Linked DNA regions of Ovis aries: region 2 is linked to region 1. A link is a contact called in public Hi-C data. All regions are on one chromosome and are shown on one strand. Each heading gives the region's core, a stretch centred on a gene start, on an enhancer-like site or on the middle of the called end of the contact. The rest is flanking DNA. Distances are from core to core; before and after follow the strand shown. Region 1 holds the start of KPNA3 (karyopherin subunit alpha 3). Region 2 has its middle 27 kb from the start of SPRYD7.

Region 1 (3,109 bases), core at 194-2,693:
GGGAATTCCACGTATTTCCTAATTAGTATTTAATTTGGCAGCTCCGAAAAATAGCCTGAGTTTTCTGTTTTTCTAGAAAACAGAACGTTGAATGGCATATCCCCACCACCACCACCTTCTCTCTTTAAGACAGGACAAAATGCACACTTTCTTAAGTCACACTGGCCTCTGAGCAAGAATAACAAAACTGCAAATTATGTCACCTGGTATTAGAAAAGGAGGCTGTGGACCTGAAACACCTTCCCCCTAGCAAATCCAGAGGTCAGAGTCCCAGGGAAGTTTCTGCACCACACTACACGGCGTTCAGTAGCTGCAGAGAGACCTCTAGCGCTGCCTGCAGAAGCCGAGTTTGCAAACAGTACCTGCTAATGTCACCTTAATGAGACAATGGCAACATGCTGAGTAGCAACGAACTGAGTGACCGCGATGAATGTTTACAGTTTTGCAACCACTTGGACATTCTACCAGCTTACAGCAAGAGGCCCTCCAAGCCTCTTTATTTCAGTACAACGTGTCAAAGGAATGATCCTTCTATGCACACCCCCTCCGCTACAAGAAAAGGCTAAGAAAACAGGTCCTGGGAGCGGAGGTCGGAACAACGTCTCTTCCAAAGCCCTCCACACAATAGACGGGAAACTATTGTCCACCTTCGGCTTGCTCCAAATGCCAGCGGTTAACGAGAGTACAAGCTGGGAGAAGCTCAGCACGACTGCTCCGGGGAACCGCACCGGGTTATAAGAAAATGGTCCTGGCGCATCCTACCCTCCCCCATCCGCCACCCTCAAACAAGTCGGTTACCCAGCTGGTCCCCACCCCCCTCTGCGGGCCGCCACCGCCCGCCTGGGCCCGGCTCGCCGAAGGTAGGCGCGGGGACCGGCGGAGCCGAGGCTCCATGTGCGGCAGCGCGGGAGGCGCTGAGGGGGCCGTGCCGGGCGGGAGGCTGCACCGCGAGCCGGGCGAGAGCCGCGCCGCCCCCTCAGCGTGGCGGTCGAAAGACCGCGGCCGCAGCATCCCCGGCGCGCGAGGCCCCGGCCCGCGGACCCCGCCTCAGCTCCACACCTCTTCCTCGCCGACAGCAGGCCGCGCCCGCGTGACGGGGCCGAAAACCCCGGCATTTCCCGGTCTCCGCACCGGGCAGCCGCCGCTGGCGGCTGCAGCCCGGACCGCCACCCGCCTCCCGCCGCCCGGCCGCAGGGACGGGAGGCGGCGGCCAACTCCGACCCATCGCGGGCCGGCGAGAACCAGCCCGGTCGCGCCGGCCCCCCGCCCCTCCTCGCCGCCTCAGGGCCGGCGCGACCGGGAGGGCGAGCCGGTTGGGCCCCCCGCCGCGGAAGCACACTCACCTCCACATCTCGGCCCTTATTCTTGAAGCTCTTGATGCGGTGGTTCTCCAAGCCGGGGTTCTCGGCCATGGCTGCGCGCGGCTCTGGCGGCGGCTACTCCTGCGGCTGCGGCGGCGGCGGCGGCGAGTCTTGGCGAGGGAGGGGTAGGTGGGGGAGGGCGGGAGAGGGGAAGGGCGGGGGAGGGGGAGAGGCGAGCACGTTCCGTGACGCCTCCGAGCGCGAGGTGGCAGCAGCGCCGGGGGAAGCTCGGGCCGATGGACGCGAGGGGCGGGGCGGGGCGGGAACAGCGCTGAAGAGAGCCGCGGGCGCCGGAGGGGGCTGGAGTCACGTGACGGCCTCCGGCCTGGATGCTCAGCCGGCTGGACGCGCCTGACGGTTCTCGGAGTGACCCCCACCCCCCGACTCTCTCACCCTCCAGAGAGCCCTTCCTACAACCCTTCGGAGCTTCCAGTCCTGTGCCAGGAATGGAGCCAGACTTGGCGGCTTTTTACTGCCCGTTCAGACCCGGGGCTGCGGCCGGAAACTACAGTTCCCAGCATGCCATTCTTCGGCGGGGGTAATTTTCTCAGCCTGCAAAGCACCCAGAGAATGCCGGGAACCCTAAGCGCGCGGCTTTCTGCGCGGGGCGCTCGGAGAGCCTGGGCGCGGGGCTCCGCCCCCAAGACCGCCTCTGGGCGGGACTGTGGGAGGAGCTTCCCAGGAGACGGCTCTTGCGCCTATTGGGAGGGAGGGGGGCGGGACTTCGAAGGAGGCTTCCAAGAAAATTAGAAACGGATCCATGGTTCCTGCTTTGCTCCTTTGCTTGTTTGGCCGGGGTCACCTAAGACAGCACCCACCTTCACTTGCTGTTCCCTTGCTCTGCTTTGGTTTTATAATTAGCATTTATCTCCACGTTACACATACATATGTATGTTATATGTGTGTTTATGTGTGTGTGTTACCTGGTTTGCCGCATTGGAATTAGCGCAGTAAAAGTAGCGACAGTGGTGGGTCTATTGCTGAAGCCCTTTGTTAATACAGTGCCTGGCACGTCATGAATAACCAATAAATACTTGAACTGATTAGCGCTCTAGCGTCTGTTTTTTCACCATCGTCCCAGGCTCCGTTCTGCAACCTCCACCCTGGCAGTTCCTGTATTCATGTATCCCTAATACCTCATAACTTTCCTTCCAAGGAGTCGTCTTTTAATTTCATGGCTGCAATCACCATCTGCAGTGATTTTGGAGCCCCCCAAAATAAAGTCTGACACTGTTTCCACTGTTTCCCATCTATTTCCCATGAGTGATGGGACCAGATGCCATGATCTTCGTTTTCTGAATGTTGAGCTTTAAGCCAACTTTTTCACTCTCCTCTTTCACTTTCATCAAGAGGCTTTTAGTTCCTCTTCACTTTCTGCCATAAGGGTGGTGTCATCTGCATATCTGAGGTTATTGATATTTCTCCTGGCAATCTTGATTCCAGCTTGTGCTTCTTCCAGCCCAGCGTTTCTCATGATGTACTCTGCATAGAAGTTAAATAAGCAGGGTGACAATATACAGCCTTGACATACTCCTTTTCCTATCTGGAACCAGTCTGTTGTTCCATGTCCAGTTCTAACTGTTGCTTCCTGACCTGCATAGAGGTTTCTCAAGAGGCAGGTCAGGTGGTCTGTATTCCCATCTCTTTCAGAATTTTCCACAGTTTATTGTGATCCACACAGTCAAAGGCTTTGGCATAGTCAATAAAGCAGAAATAGATATTTTTCTGGAAGGAATGATGCTAAAGCT
Region 2 (3,134 bases), core at 324-2,823, 51 kb after region 1:
GGCTTGTGAACTCTGCTGTGGGCAGAAGAGATACTAAAGTTGGAGGCTGTGGCAGTTGATGATGCCAGTTTGACATGAGACTCTAGCAGAGTTAGAAAGAAGCCAGTGTTCCTTGCTTTACAAATACAAAAAGCCAGGGCTTTGTCCACAGGACCACATTGGGACTGGTGAGTGTAACAGAGAAACAAAATTCCAGCCTCCCAGCTGCTCCTCTCTTCACTCCTATACTTAAAAAAAATATATTTGTTTATTTATTTGACTGTATCGGGTCTTAGCTGCGTCACTTGGGATCTTCCTTGCTTCATGCTAGATCTTTCTTTGCAGCCCACAGACTCTCTAGTTATGGTGCACAGGCTTAGTTGCTCCCAAGGCATGTGGGACGTGGGAGCTTAGTTCCACAACCAAGGATTGAACCTCCGTCCCCTGCACTGCAAGGCCGATTCTTAACCACCGAGCAAGTCCCACTCCTATACTCTTAAAAAGAACTGACACAAGGCCAGACAACAAAAAGTCCAGGAAGAACTGACATATTTTGCATGAGCATGGCCTTCATTAAAGAGTGTTTTCTGAATATGGGCTTGGTGTCAGTTCTCCTGTGAGCGCTGCTCTGCCGGATCACAATGGTCCTGTAGGCAGATACCGTCAAGGTTCAGGGCTCCGTGGTGTGCGTGCTATGGGCTCCCAACTGTTGGCAGGATGGATGGGTGGGTGGGTGAATGAACAATTGCCCGAAGGAGCTGGAGATTATCACCTGGACGGACTTGGAGTACAAATTCAGTGTCAAGGAACATCATGTTACACTGGTTATTTTTTCTGGCACGCGAGACTATATCTCGGAGGAAAAACCCTGCTGTTGCCCAGCAGTGTAGACATAAGCCATCAATTACATGCACTCACTACTGTTGTTTTTTAATGTGTCCTGACTCCTCCAGTGGAGGCAATAAACAGTTAAAACATTTGCTCCTACACTGTCCTGAACACTCGTTTGGAGTGGCTGTGAAAATCAACTATCTCAGGAGAAAAGAAGGAAAAGGAATTAACCTCCAATAACTTCACTTTCAGAATGAGTCAGGGCAGCTTAAAAAAAAAATCACCACTGGATGCAAAGAGAGGCAGAGACACAGGGCTGCAGGAGCAACAGCAAGTTCCAAGGAGAAAAGGACAGTATTAGCAAAGGCTGTTTGGTTCTCTTGTCCCTGAGGTCTTTTGGTGGGCCCATGATTAGGTCTGCAAGTCACCTGGCTCCCTCTGGAGAACTGAACACTTGGCGCTTCTTGGACCATAAAGATGTTTTACTGCTTTTGGAGTTGGGAAGAGATGGGTTCTAGTCCGCTGGCTGTGTGGCTTTCGGCCAGTTACTTAACCTCTCTGAGCCTGAACTTAGTTGTGAGAAAGGTTTGTCCAGAGTAAGTGATACAGCACATCGCGCATCAGTGCGCGCTCATCGAAGGGCTGGAAAGTGAGGGGTTTCCGGTTCCCAGAGTTACTGCGAGCAAACTGCGCGGGGAGGAAGGGGGACAGCGCGCCTTCCGCGTGGCCTCAGAGCCGCCTTGCCTCGCTCCAGGGGCGAGTCCAGGCTCGAGTTCTGAAGACAGCGCGCCCCCTAGAGGCCGTCCTCCGGAACAGGTTTCTCCCTACACAGGGCGGAATAGAAACCTTAGGGGCACCCCTGGCCAAAGGCACAGGGTGAAGCGGGGCCGCCCAAAGCTGTCGAAGCCTTTTTCTGTGTTTTCCGAGGGCTTCGAGCGGATTCTGTCGACGGTACCAGGCTGCATCCCCAGGCTGCCGAGCTGACCACAGTCGGGTAAACTGAAAGAAATACTTGGTTTGTTCAAGCAGGAAAGACCTAAGTAATATTTACCGAGTATTCACTCTGTTCCAGTGTGGGAACTGGGTGCTCTTCACTTAACCTTATCTTGTTTAAACTTCTCAGCAGCCCTGCGAGGGAAGGCTTATCCTGTTTTTCTGGTGAGGTAATTGAAGCACCCTAAAAGAAGGTATTTGCACAGTTGAAACACGCCAAAATTGAGATTTGTGTTAATCTGCTTGTTGTTGTTGAGTCGCTCAGTCATGTCCAACTCTTTGTGAAACCATGGACAGTAGCCTACCAGGCTTCTCTGTCCGTGGAATTCCCCAGACAAGAATACTGGAGTGGGTTGCCATTTCCTCCTGCAGGGGATCTTCCCAGGGATCGAACGTGTCTCCTGCATTGGCAGGTGGATTCTTTCACTGAGCCACCAGGGAGGCCATTTGTTAAGACTCCGATAAGAAAAACCCCAGACTGGGTGGTTTAAACAACAGAAATTTATCATCTCACAATTCTGGAGGACAGAAGTCTGAAGTAAGTTGGAGTTGGTTCTTCCTGAGAGAGCCCTGAGGGAGGGATCTTTTCCAGGCCTTTTTTGTTGGCTGGTAGATGGCCGTCTTCACTCCGTATGCATGTCTGTCCCCCAATTTCCTCTTTTTTAAAAAACACCAGTCATATTGGATTAGTAGTAGTTGCGATGTTAGTCTATCAATCATGTCTGACTATTCGGAACCCCATGGCCTGTAGCCCGCCAGGCTCCTCTGTCCATGGAATTCTCCAGGCAAAAATACTGGAGTGGGTGTTCATTTCATTCTCCAGGGGATCTTCCCCACCCAGCTATCGAACCGGGGTCTCTTGCATCGCAGGCAGATTCTTTACCATCTGGGCCACTGGGGAAGCCATATCCAGCAAAACTGTCCTTCAAAAGAGATTAAAGAATATATGGCAATATAAACAAAAAAAAAGAAAACAAACATAAGAAATCTTAGATGTGAAAAATATATCAATAACAGTTGAAAAGAACACATCAGGTGGACAAATAACAGAATGGATAAGGCTGCAGAACAAATTAGCAACTTGGAAGACCAGGTGAAGGAAATCTTTCAGAAGGAAGGAAGAAAGAGATATAAAATATTTTAAATTTTATTTTACAAAAAGATATAAAATATTTTAAATTTTATTTTACAAAAAGATATAAAATATTTTTTAAAAGCTAGGTTATTTGGAAGATAGAAGTATTGAATACTATCATGTGACTGATAAAAGTCCTAGAAAGAGAGGAAAAATAAAATGAAGAGGAAGAAGTGTTCGAGGAGAAACTGAGATA

The links. A called contact is a pair of places that touch in the nucleus more often than the background predicts.
Region 2: a contact with region 1 is called in a Hi-C map of liver, with 1.9 times the contacts expected there. The contact joins the enhancer-like site here to the promoter of KPNA3 in region 1. A contact is called at or near these places in 8 of 16 Hi-C or Micro-C datasets (blood, hypothalamus, liver and 2 more).

The regions. Positions count from the first base shown.
Region 1 is chr10:19,668,176-19,671,284 of ARS-UI_Ramb_v3.0, forward strand. It overlaps KPNA3 (karyopherin subunit alpha 3), which reads right to left and starts at 1,444. Exons shown (of 17, transcript XM_015098074.3): 1 at 1,344-1,444. The coding sequence starts at 1,412. It overlaps LOC132657287 (craniofacial development protein 2-like), which reads right to left and starts at 802. Exons shown (of 2, transcript XM_060394361.1): 1 at 1-802.
Region 2 is chr10:19,718,963-19,722,096 of ARS-UI_Ramb_v3.0, forward strand. No RefSeq gene overlaps it. Among named protein-coding and RNA genes, the nearest start is that of SPRYD7, 27 kb to the right of the region's middle. Within about 2 kb of position 1,574, at least 17 of the 54 cell types and tissues checked have an H3K27ac peak or open chromatin away from gene starts, as enhancers often do. A contact at or near this core is called in liver, where this site is marked.